2 separate regions of the Xenopus tropicalis genome follow, and region 1 is linked to region 2. A link is a contact called in public Hi-C data. All regions are on one chromosome and are shown on one strand. Each heading gives the region's core, a stretch centred on a gene start, on an enhancer-like site or on the middle of the called end of the contact. The rest is flanking DNA. Distances are from core to core; before and after follow the strand shown.

Evidence for each region. A called contact is a pair of places that touch in the nucleus more often than the background predicts.
Region 1: a contact with region 2 is called in a Hi-C map of neurula embryo, with 1.9 times the contacts expected there. The contact joins two enhancer-like sites. A contact is called at or near these places in 3 of 5 Hi-C or Micro-C datasets (brain, neurula embryo and tailbud embryo).

Annotation. Positions count from the first base shown.
Region 1 is chr4:65,075,998-65,082,353 of UCB_Xtro_10.0, reverse strand. The region is part of intron 2 of gse1 (genetic suppressor element 1); the gene reads left to right. Among named protein-coding and RNA genes, the nearest start is that of gse1, 110 kb to the left of the region's middle. Within about 2 kb of position 2,438, at least 7 of the 11 cell types and tissues checked have an H3K27ac peak or open chromatin away from gene starts, as enhancers often do. A contact at or near this core is called in neurula embryo, where this site is marked.
Region 2 is chr4:65,009,355-65,016,025 of UCB_Xtro_10.0, reverse strand. All of the region lies in intron 2 of gse1 (genetic suppressor element 1), which reads left to right. Among named protein-coding and RNA genes, the nearest start is that of gins2, 170 kb to the right of the region's middle. Within about 2 kb of position 3,790, at least 5 of the 11 cell types and tissues checked have an H3K27ac peak or open chromatin away from gene starts, as enhancers often do. A contact at or near this core is called in neurula embryo, where this site is marked.

The DNA.
Region 1 (6,356 bases), core at 1,189-3,688, 68 kb before region 2:
CCACACAAGGTCATTAAGTGAAAATAGAGGTTTATTCAGTCCAACGTTTCAGTTCCTAATTAGAACTTTTTGTCATATATACTTTTTTTTATTTTATTTTTTTAAATACTTGATATCCGTTGATATCCTGTAAGTCTGTCAGCTTACTAGAAGTCACATAAGAAGTATCTGTGTCATTTCTCTTGCTCAAGAAGCAGAAAGCTTTGCTGTGTCCCAGCATGAACAAGGTTAATGGAATGGCAGGAGCAAGAAACTGGAGACAGAAGATCTGTGCAGAGTGTTGACTTTGCTCAGCCCTGAGGCAAGAACAGGTGCTGTACACCCTCCCAGTCCTAGGGCAGGTGAACTTGCTTTGCAGTCTAGGGAGGTTGCTCTCCCTGGCTGTCTTCCAGCTGCTCTTCCTTTTAGATATTGCTGCTGTGCACAAGGCATCCCACTAATAAGGTGTGTATGCTAGTATCACAATCTTGTGGGAGCGTGCATTTAGCCATTATTATTTGGATTTTAATATGGTATATAAGCAGCCTATTTGGGGATTCCTTTTCTGGCAAATTAACATTTCCATGCTATGTCTATTGGTGCATATGCATAGGATATCAACGTTTCTCCTAGAATTTCTTTATTTTCTGGATTACCTTCATTATTAAGATTTTAGATCTTTGTATTTGAAGCAAAACATTTGAATATTTTTTTTGTACTATCTTTCTTCCTACATAGCAAATGTAGGTATCTAAATTTCTCTCCATCTTTGTCAACTTGTGCCATAGAGGCACCAAAATGGGCTGTGTCTGTTGTGCAGTTTATTATTCTCCTTTAGTGTGGGCTAGGCAAGGAATAATGAGCTTTATACCTCCTTTCTCTATTCTTCAACACTTTACCTATTTTCTTTCCAAAGCAGCACACATTGACTTCTGTCTTCTCTGCCTCCTAGGGTTTTTGTTTGCTTTATTTCACCCCAGCTTTACAGTAATGTGTAACCTCTTGTGGGATAAAAAAGAAATGTGCTGACATTTTAGAGACAGAGTGTCCCACTGAGACTCTGAAAGTAATACTGCTTGCCTGCATTTGTAAGCACAAGCATGATCCCCAGCACATTATAGCTATATCTATTATACCTTGCTGGAATCTGTCCCACTTGCTCCAATAAAGGCATTTATTGTCCAGGTATGAAAAGTGTCTGTTGTTCTGTACATCTGTCCTTCTGTCATAAGGTAACAGGGTCGGACTGGGCCACCGGGACACCGGGAAAAATCCCGGTGGCCCAGACCCGACCCTTGCGGCGCTCCCCCTGCCCGACCGCTTGGGGAAGGACGTTGGGTGGGGGGCCCTGCGAGGGGGGTTAGGGGGGCCCCTCTGGGGGGGAGGCTATGGGCGCGGGCCATGGGCGCGGGCCCCATTGGTTACCAAGGTTGATACCATGTACCCTTGTTCCTTTCCTGTGATTTTTGTGTGTGATATTGTGAAACTATACTGAATAATTTGAACCATATTCTAATCATTACACTTATTCATAAAGCAACAGCATACTCTTCAGCACTGTACAGTACAAATAATTAATTGACAAACAAATTACATGGGCTTACATGTGGGGTTACACATAATTCCTTCTAATCAAAGGGCTTTGAGGCTGAGAAGTACAGTAGTGATACCTTTTTTCCAATGATCATAGATAACTGTGATCTGCTGCCATACTGGTAAAAGCTTGGATTTTGATAGATGATTCAGTGGAACAGGTGTTTTTGTGTGTTTTATGCTGATGTGCAACTGCCTTTGTTACAGCTCTAACTGCTGTGGAAGACTTGCAGCACCTTGAACTTCAACTAAGACAGATAGTACTGTATGTTTGGTAAGCACTATTTGAAAGAAATTTATATCACTAAAATGTCTAGACAACACAAGTGACATTTTATAGTTTAACCCTGACAGCACATTGTTATAGAATATAGAAGAATATGTATTAGTAGCTCAGAAGGGGTCAGTGGATCTATTTTTTTTATTAGAATCACAAATTAAAAGGTGTTATAACCTACCAACAGCAGGACAACAAATAGCTTTATACACAACACCTTCAGAGCCAGAGGTTAATGAAAGTAAAGAAATGCCATTACATGAGATATAATGTAATGTTTAATGCATGGCACCACATTTCCCATGTAGCTACATTAGGGTTTAAGCCGAGTTTATGGCCTGACTGGTACAGCTTTGGCTCAGGCAATGCTGAAGTATTCCCTACCCCAGTGAGATAAGCAGACCGCCTGCTTTATATCATATCATATCCTCCCCCTCCCTCCTCCCTCCTTTTGGCCGAGAGGAAAAAAACGGCCCTAATTTGCAGTCAATAAATTAGCCGTTGCTGTGAGTCAGGAGCAGCGCCAGGCAGACAGGCGGTCAGGAAGTGGCTCAGAGTCGGAATCCGGTCTTGGAAGAAGGGGGGGGACCCAAGGAGAGAGAGGGGAGGTGAAGCTAACAGACTGCAAGCTGTCTGTGTGGGCTCAGCTAGGATAAGGGATGTTAAGTTTCTACATCAGTTCATCTGCTCTTAAATCACCCTAAAATACCCCCTGGGCTCACCCAAAGCAGAGGGACTTCAGTCTCAGCATGGAGGGGAAGAGCAGGGGATGGCAAACAAACTGCATGGGTGAGTTTATGCAGGGTACTAGCATTGATGGAAAGGATGGGACAAGTGGGAGGGATTTTACAAAAGGGGGGGAATCTATAAAATGTATTCTACTCTGCATTTAGAAAAATGCAAAAGGGCCTTAAAACTTTTATCTATGAGATATATCACTATCAAACCTGTGGAAAATGCATTGGCAAATATCACCACAGGATACGTAAGTCCTCATTTTGGCACTAAGTTTATTGGTCTTTGTAGCCTGGGAATTTCAGTCATTGTGCCCTGACTCAATATCACTTGCAGCAACACATTTCCAAGCTTGATTTAGGTTACCTTTCAGGACACTTCAGTTATTTGGGGCAGGGGAGACCACTGTTCCTACTGGAGCAAGGATGTTCAGGCTGTGGCCCTGCAGCCGTTTCTTGCTTACAACTTTTATCATCTAAATGCCCCCTCCCAGGTGCTTGTGGGAGTTGTAGCTTAACAACAGCTCCATGGCTGAAGATTTAAAGTACTAACTGCAAGGCATATGTAGTGTTTAATTTACATTCTGAAGGAAAGTGACTTATTTCAGGTTTTCCCAGCTGATGCCCATTTGTTGCCTACAGTAATTAACTCAACAAACACATTAGCTGTCTCCAAATCAAATGTGTGGGCATCACAGATTCTTTCTGTTCCTGAGTTGCCATACTAGATTAATCAATACCTTTCTTTGTTGTATAGACTATCATTAGTCAACCTCTCTTTACTTCAAGAAAGTCTGACTTGACTTTAAAAGGGGTGGTTCACCTTTAAGTTAACTTTTATTATGTTATAGAATGGCTAGTTCTTAGCAAGTTTTTATTAGTCTTAATTTTTTATAGTTTTTTTTTAATTATTTACCTTCCTCTTCACTCTTCAGCTTTCAAATTGGGGCCACTGACCCTGTCAGTCAAAAAAATATTGCTTTATTTATTTTTATTATTGATCTTATCTTAGACCCTCTCCTATTCATATTCCAGTTTCATATTTAAACCACTGTCTCGTTGCTAGGGTTATAGCTGCTAAAATTCCAAACTGGAGAGCTGGTGAACAAAATAATTTAAAAACCACAAATAATAAAAAAATGAAGATCAATTGTATATTGTCTCAGAATAGCACTCTCTACAACATACTAAATATTAATTTGGTGAACAACCCCTTTAACTTTCATAGAACCCACGCCAGGGGTGTTTCTGGCCCCTGAGCCGCCTGAGGTGGCTTTTGCGATGCTGCCCCCTACGCTTACCTTTACAGCGCCAGGGGTGCCTCATCGCCAGTGGGGGGGCCTCATCAACTTTTAAAGTTATCAGAAGCGGCTTTTCGCCCCCCCTGGTAACTTTGGGGGTGCTGCCGTCTGAGGCAAGTTTCAACTCGTGGCAGCAGCGCCCTGCTGCCCTTGCCCCATTTCCCCTCCTAAATACACATTTAGTATTTCTAACAGTGTTTCCAGCATTTGTTTTTTACAATTTTTAATTATTTCAATGAAACAACATTAGTTTTTCTTTTTCATAAATGTTTAATTAATTAATGAACTATTATTTTAAAGTCCTTGTAGGCTGTAGTGATATAAACAGCATAAACTGTGAACTGGGATATGTCACTTGTGTTCTCTTACAGGCCTCATGCTCACTAGAGATTTAGGATGCAATTTCAATGTGATTTGGTCAAGCCACATTTCAATATAGACTAAACAAAATTACTTTGGTTTCACAAGGCACAACATTAATGTTCAAGTAAAGCTGTTATTTGGGGGTAATTTATCATGTCATTGTACTGCAGATTTACCAGTCTTGCAGCTTCACAGTTTTGTTTCGCAGTGTATTGCGGCCTGACCCCTTGCACCTGATATGCTGCTGGAACCCCCTGATACGATATAGGCTTGTATAGAGATTAAGTTAGTGAAGCCAAAAATAAACATACAGGGTTCTCCTCATTGAATGTTATTTCCCTCATTGTCTAATTTTGATTGCTGTTCCAGATTTCCCCTTCCTTCCTGGCTCCTTTTATGGCCTGCTTCTGTAGGTGTGCGTTGCTATCCCTCATTTATCTACCACTCTATCACGTTTCCCCTCATTAGACACTGGCTGTTTCTGTGATCTCTGTGCCTGCGTATATCTAGCTTCCTTTCATCTCTCTGCGTCTGTATAATTAGCTCCTCTTCACCTCTGTATGTGCTCTGCCTCTAGCTTCACACCTCTGTTGCCGACTCTCTCCATCTTATTAAGGTGCCAGTTTAATGTCTTCCTCTTTGCTGCTGCTCCATTAGCTCTCCTTCTCATTACTGGCATTTCTCTCCTTGCATTCACTACATTCTTCCCTCTCTATCATTAACTCTTTGCCTCTCCATATGCAGTTTATTTCTAGATCTGTTTTTCTGTGTAGAGACCACTCTCATTTGACTGCTTTTCTAGTTTTTTTTATATTTTTCTTTTGTGTTCCCCTGCCCTTGACTCGATTTTTTTTCTTCTTTATCTTTGTATCTTTCCTCCTTTCCTCTCTTACACCCCCCTTTCATTTTCCATCCCATTTGAATTACATACTTCTCACTTACGTTTGCTCCTATTGTCCTTTTTTGCTTTCATTTTTCATGCATTTGGATTTCTCTGATACTTGTGCTTTGCAGACTCAGGAGGCTTTGAGGGGAACAGAAATGTTAGTACAATGGGTTAGTACATAGTGGGTGCTACATGTGTCCGCTCTTCCCAGGAGAAGATGTTGTCCGATTGTATTGGAAACCTGTCACGTCTAGTTTGAGATTTTATTATCAACCTTAAGCTGGCCATACACGTGGCGATCTGACGATCGTCAGATCCGCCACACACCATTCAGGGCTGAATCGGCAGGTAAGGAGGTAGAAACAATAGGATTTCTACCTCCTTCTGCCGATTCAGCGCTGAAGGGAGATTTTGGTCAGGCGCCTTCTATGGCGCCCGATCAAAATTTTCAAACTGGTCCAATCGGCGAGTTGGCCGATATCAGCAGCTTCCTGCGATATCGGTCGACTCGCCGACATACCATACACGCACCGAATATTGTACGAAACGAGGTTTTGTACGATATTATCGGTGCGTGTATGGCCACCTTTAAATAACAGGGGCCACATATGCCTGTGTCTATTTTGGCCCTTAGGTCAAATACAGGAGAAGTGGTGTATAGATCACAATGTGTATGAGTTTGCATTGCATGTGTATAACAGGCTTTACCTGTCTGCAAGAGAAAAGAAACTTGAAGAAAATTGAAGCAACTTAAAGGAGACCTGCTCGCAAGCGATCCTCTTCCTGTGTCATCTTTCTTCATGATCCTGGGGCAGATGCGTGCGCAGTACAGTGAAAAAGACAGCTTTTTTGTTAAAGTTTAGCTTTTCACTTTCAAGGAACGCAAAGACCCCAGGCCAGTGTGGATTTCTGCAAACATGAGCACCAGCCCAGGGTATCAGGTACCCCTTTGTGATCATACCTGTCCTTCTCCTTTAAATCTGGATCTCTAAGGATCTCTTGGTTTCATGTAGGGCATATTGGTCACCATCAAACTTTTCCCCTTCAGTCAAATGTCACTGTTGCCTTAGGGATAGGAACTAGTGCTGTAACAGGTAACAGGGAAGGAGTAGCAATTCTGCATTTTATCCTAAACATTCCTTCAGCCATACCCTAGCCTAGGGTAACCTGCTTTGGCATTGGCAAAAACTGTACAAGTGGGTGGACTGATGGCAGCTGGGGAA
Region 2 (6,671 bases), core at 2,541-5,040:
TTGAAGTAGAGCTGTAGCCAGTCTTCCATTCAGTGACTAGATTCCCTTTTCATGTAAGATATACAAACAGCTGTGATGAAGCCTTTAGGGGCCCATACATGAATGCTTACCTCTCCTGACCTGACCACCTCGTGTTTATCTATAGATCTAGCAGGATAGAGAATCACATTGACTGAGGGCTGGACAGGGCTCCCTATGCGATACAGTGATTGTGCTGAGGGCAGAAAAATAACTTCAGGCTAATTTGGCACACCTGAATGGGCATATTGGGCAGCCAGTGAATCTCTCAATGGATGGCCTTCTTAAGCCATGTTACATGTTACTGATTCTTTTCCTGCATACCCTGGAAATTACCTTGTTGGGCCAGTTTGGCCAATTCACTGTAAGTGAGTCTTTTATCCAGCCAAATTCATAGGAAGTGAAACAGAACATTCAAATCATTTAGCGTTAAAAAAAAAAAGAAATCTGTAATCTATTGTGACCACGGTAAACAGCAGTATGTAAATTCTCTACTTTATGTGAGGCCTCATTTCCATACAGGATGGCTGCTGCAAGATGAAAATTTGGGGGAAGGGAGCAGGTTCTAACCTGCTGCTTGCCGGAGAGAAAAGCAATATACTTATGCATACCACAACCATACCATCCATTTCTCTTATTTGTGATGAATTTTGATTATTATATATAATTACATGCTGCCCCCTGAAGCCTGATACACAGGTTTGTTTGTGCCAGAGCAATTGCCCGAAATAAAAATTCTTGCTGCCTGATAACCCGTATCAGTACATGAATGGGGCCATAGGCAAGCATGTAAATAGAACAGGGTGCAATAGTGATGGAGCCTGTGAGTCGGTTGGTCAGATCCATGCAATTTGGCCATATACCCCAGGTACACAATATCCCATTAATTGGCCACGGCGGGGCCAATTCTGTACCAGCTTGATTCATGAAGACTCCATGTTCTATTGCAACTAGGGGCTAATTTGTGTTTGTGTTGCTTCAGGAATATTGGTCAGTAATATGTACTTCCAGGTTATCTCCCTGTGTCCAAGGTTAAAAAATGGATTTCCAGCTGAAATGTATTTTATTTTTCAGTTAAGTAAGCTTAGCAGCACTAAAAATATTTAGAAATAATATAATAGAAATATAAGTAGTTTTAAATGTATTTAATGTTGAAAGATATATTTACATAGGATTGGAATATGATTAAATAATTTTTTATAAAATCTTTAGATAATAAGATCCACTGAGCAGGTCCTATTTTTTTCCTCCTATACTGATCAGTTTTTGTATATAATTTGTATGTTTAATGTACCCACACTTTTGTTATACACTGCTTCGGAATATGTTGGCACTTCATACATGTAATTAATAACAGTACTAATAATATTAAGGCTCTCCAAACCAGACACATGGCTGCAATACAGCTGGAATCCAGAAGAGGGCACATGTTGCTCTGATGATTTAACAGCGTGAACACTGACAGGCATAAATAATCATCCTGGAAAAACATTGGGGGTATTAAAGGTGAACCTGCTCATATTTGACCTTCTGTTTGCTACGAGGTCAATGGCCAGTGGAATAGACAAGCCTTTTATTCTCTGGCGGCTTGCATATGTTCCCTGGTAGCAGCCATACTGCTGGAATTGAGCATAGCTTTACAAAAGATCACGTGAACGTAAAGTTTTATTTGAAAAATGTGTGTCTCTCTTTTAGACACTTTTTCATTCCTGTTAAGCATGGTGAATTTTACAAGACCTAGTTTTTACTTCCTCCATTTTCAGCCTGCTCTTCAGATACTGCTGTAGCTGAGCAGAGTTACTGCATGGGGTGGGTTAAAGTAGGAGGGAGACTAAAGGTGACAGAATGAATGAGTGTGTGACACCAGCTGACTGTCTGACTCACAGGAATTCTGGAACCCCCCCAAGTAACCTCTGACCCTGGTGGATGATACAAGACGCCTTCTGTTTCTTTTTAGACTTTCTGGGGTCAGGGGCACAGCTTTTCCACTCCCTTATTAAATATGTTTCTAACTCAGCACTGTTAATCCGTCAGAGACAGAGACAAAGTTTGGGCGTTTCTTCCAGACTTCATGGAGTTTCATTTGACATCCAAATGTTGGTCACTTAATTGAGTCGCTTAATTTGCACATTAAGGATTTATTCATTAAAAAGGACCAAATAAGGCATATGTACTTATCATCTTTTAGTTAAAAAAAAATGCATATATTATATACCAGTTCTTCTCTTCTGCCAATGGTGAATTTTGTATTTGTTGCAGTTCATGCTTTGTGATTCCTTTCTTGAAATTACCAATAGGGCACAATTCCCTGTGTGTCACTGCCTTAAAAGGAAACAAATAATAAAAAAAAAAAAATTAACATCCTTTGGTGCTGATTTTTCCCTAAGTTTTTGTAGGGTGATACATGTAAATACCCTTTTCCACAGGTCTGGTAACCTGCAAGGTTTGGAGCAAGTTAACTAGTGACACTCATGAGATATATGTAACTGTACAATGTGACAATGAGGAAAGAGTGAGCAACTACTAGAAACTACTAGAAATCAAAAATTAGGTTTCTGTAAGGCCCAAGGGAGTAAAGTCGTGACTCGCTGCTATTGTACATTATTTTTTATTTGGATAAATGATCAAACAGTATTGTTCTAATAATAAAAATATTTTTAGTATTATTATCAATACAAAGAGCAATGAGTAGTAAATCTACCACAATACTTTCTGGGGGCATAGTTAAAAATACTCAGTAGAGAGCAATAAAAATTTCTGGCCTTCTTTAAAAATATTGGGCCTGGAAGTCTGCATCAGTGTTGGGTGCACTTTTGGGCCAGTTAGTGGCAGGGTCGGGCTGGTGGGTGCAGGGCTTACCGGGGCTACTGCCTCAGGGGCCCCTGTACCCCCCCAAATGGGCCCCCACTGCGGCCTTCAGCACGTTGGTGGCTTGGGGAGGCACCCTGCAGGGACAGGGCCACCGGGGCCCACCTGATTTTTTCTCAGTGCCCAATCCGACCCTGGTTAGTGGTCAGGAGCTTAGGTTGATGCCACAAGGGGATAATTCTTGGTCTGCAGATAAACTCAAGCTGAGAATTAGCCCCTGTGCTGGCATCAGCCTTTCCCTGTGCTAGAAGCATTGCGTTGGGCCAGGTACAGGAACACATATCAGACTTTGGTACCAAAACACACAAGAATGCATTTTGGCGCCAAAATCCGTTTCATACACCCAATCCTTCAGGTGCAAAGAAAGGCTGATGCCAGTGTAGGGTCTCATTCTTGGCCTGCATTTATCTGCAGGCCGAGACTCAAGCCCATGTGTCACTAGCCTCTTGTTGGCAACTCTGGTGTTAACTGCTGTTTAAAATATTGCATTATCACAAAGAGAATAAGACTGTGGCTTTGGACCTACATTTGAAAAGCAAACACTGTAAACCGTAAATGGCACATGATGTGTAACTTGACTGGGTGTTTGTAATTTCTGATAATCACAATATAACAAGCTAATTTAAATCCTTAACCTCAATGTATTCTTAGTGGGATGGGCGTATACTCTCAGGGAGTGTTTCTTCCTATGGAGAGAGGGCGCAGGAAGATATCTAATCAGTGATAATTAAAATTACTAATGTTTCCTTGATAGCTGCTGTTTTAAATCAGATAACTGTGTGGCCTTTCAGCACTCTGCCTTTAACCCAATTAATGTTACTTGGCAACTGAAGGGTTGTTAGAACAAGAGCCCCTGAAGGCCTGACCTCCTGACTGCTTGTGGTTTGGGCTCTCCCCTTTATTTATTGCCCTTTGCCCTTCAAGACCTTTAAAGTCTGTTTTTGATCCTTTGTATGAAGCCCCTAGCTGAGAGGTCAGCAGGTTTTTTAACCATTTGAATGAACTGTGTGACACTTCTTCTGTGGCACAGAACTAGAATAGCATGCATGAATGCACATGTGTATGTGTGTGTTTGTGTGTGTGTGGTGGGGGTTAGGGAATGGGTTGGTAATCACTGATCACCCTGCCTGCAATCCCGTCTGTAACATGCACCTGCCGTTGATCAGACAGTGGTTCAAACCAGTGTACAGATTCTACAAGAGGGAACATTAGTATATGTATAGAATGTATTGCATATTTAGAAGACAAAACATATAAAGGATTGTCCTCAGCTGCCTTACAGAACCTTCATAAGGCACAGGGTAAGATGGGGCCAGATGGATGTGCCCTGATGTGTGTGGCAGGGCACAGGTGCTGATTAAGCTGCTATGGCATCCGAAGCACTCCTTCCCCCTGCAGAGGATTAGCAGTCAGGAAAGGCAGGCTGTTTGTGTGAGCTGCTCAGATAGAGGAAAGCAGTAACAGTCCCTCAGTGTAATCACTGGAAGGGAATGCAGGATTCTTTAGTATTCCAGGAGAGAGGGGAGATAACAAGCCAGCAATCTGCTTTCCTCGCAGAGCCACCCTGAGCAGCTGATAAGCAAGGGCACTGAGCAACTGCCTGCCATCTGCCACTTGCAGCCCTATTATTTATCATTCACAGGCCAAGATAGGTCTAACGGGATTCTGTCTGGATAGGGCAGAGGCTTTAGGGTAATCCCAGCTATGACCATGCAGCCTTCCCCAGGAAATGCTGAATTACCTATCTGTAGGTAATTTTAAAATTGAAAGCTCCACGAGTATTTATTAGAAGCTTTTTACAGTATTTTATCAGTATTAACCACAGATCCGCAATATAGACAGAACCTCAGATTTCCACCTCTGCCTCTTGTGTATTGGGCTGTGGGAGGCTTATTCTGGGTTCAAGGTTTGTTACCAGACGATAAATCTTCACTATTGTGGGTGACTAATCTCCCCTGCATGCCATCCCACCAGCAAGAATGTAAATCAACTGTGGGGTGGTATACACATTGCTTCAGTCTCCCACAGTGTCCTTGCAAAACAAACTGAAGCAACGCGTATGCCATCGCTCCAGCAGTTTACATTCTTGCTGGTGGGATGGCATATTGCGGGGATTAGTTGCCCTGCAATAGTGAAGATTTATCGAGGGCAACTAATCTCCCCGTGTGCCAGTGCTCTAAGAGGGGGCTGATCACTGATGTCATGAGGTAGGGTTATGGGCCAATTAGGGGCTTGGTTTTGGGTCAGGGCTATGCCATGCTAGCTGGTGCTGACTGAAAATGAATGAGAAGGCAAGCTTAAAGAGGTGATAGGAAGGAAAGTGGGAGGGCAGGTAAGCAGAAGCAGGGCGGATCAGAAGTAGACCAGAGGAAGAATAACTTGTAACTTTGTAATACCCACCCAGGTCCTGACTGGTGTTCTACTAGCTAGGCTGGTGAAATACTGGCCTGGTGAAAATCCTACTTCAGTATGTAAAGTGTTTTAGATGCAGCAATTTCCACTCTTCCAGATCAAAGGGCATTTTTGGGTGAGTGCTTTTTCACCCTGAAGGAGAGGCACTTTTATGTGGGTGACAGAGCACCACACCTGTCATTGCCCTTAAGCATGGGTTGGAGTATGCATAACCCCATCCGGGTGTAGGCATGCAATGTGGATGGTGGGGAGATTCTCATTAGTACAGTAATGTCAGATTCTCTGGGTAACAAAGTACATCAGTGGAAGTTGAAAAGAGGTCTAGGTAGTGCAAAGCTTGATTCTACAATCTAGCAGTAAGAGATAGACAGGGCTATTTAGTAAAGCAATTTCAAGCTCTACTAAAGGGTTAGTAGCCATGGTGTAATCCACAAATGTAGTAGTGTATAGATTGAAGGTACTAAATAATAGAGTTGCCTTGTTGGGGTGTCAGTCTGTGATCAATTCTTCTGCATGGCATTATAACTAGAAATTGTGTGACATCTGTACTGTGCCTCTTCCAGCATTACATTTTCATCCACTTGTTAATGTGAATGGTAGTTTACTTAGGGTATGATATAGACAGCAGTAGTCTAAAACAAATTGCAGTTAGTCTTTTTTTATTTTTTGTTCTACAGGAATTGTTTTCACTTGTAAAGTGAAAGTATGTTAAAAAAAAAAACAAACACTTTACAGTGGCCAGGAGCCTCTACTATCTACCGGTATACTCTGGGTCCAAACAGAATGGTACTCAGCTCCATTAATCTGAGATTTCTCAATGCTGTCTACAGGTATCTATTATTGTTTTGGCAGTGCTGTCCAACTGGTGGCCCGGCCCGCGACCCCCCTCTGTGTGCCCCCCCCCCCACCTGTCTGGCTGCTTTGATGGCTTACTCTTGTGTAAGATTTAAATGGTATCAGTACTGTGATTAACTGGCCCCCTGCATGGTTCACACCTCAGATTCAGGCTGTAAACCCTCTGTATTGTTTAAAAATGTAATCCCCTGTGTTGTTCACACCTTTTAATCTCTGCATTGTTCACCCCCTGCAGTGTTCACACCCCTGGCTCAGACTGTAAGCACCCACATTGTTCCTCTGTTCATACCTCAGACTGTAGGAGCAGTAGTAACCCACAAATAATCCCTGCCCACTACAAAAAGAACATATACTGAGGTGGTACTGCAATTAAAAAGTTTTTTAATATATAGTTATTTTGCAGACTGTAGGAGCAGTGCCAGCATTGTGTCACTGTATGCTGCCTGTGCGTGCCATACACACAGAGTATGGCACACACAGGCAGGGTAGGGCAGGCAGAGTATGGCACACACAGGCAG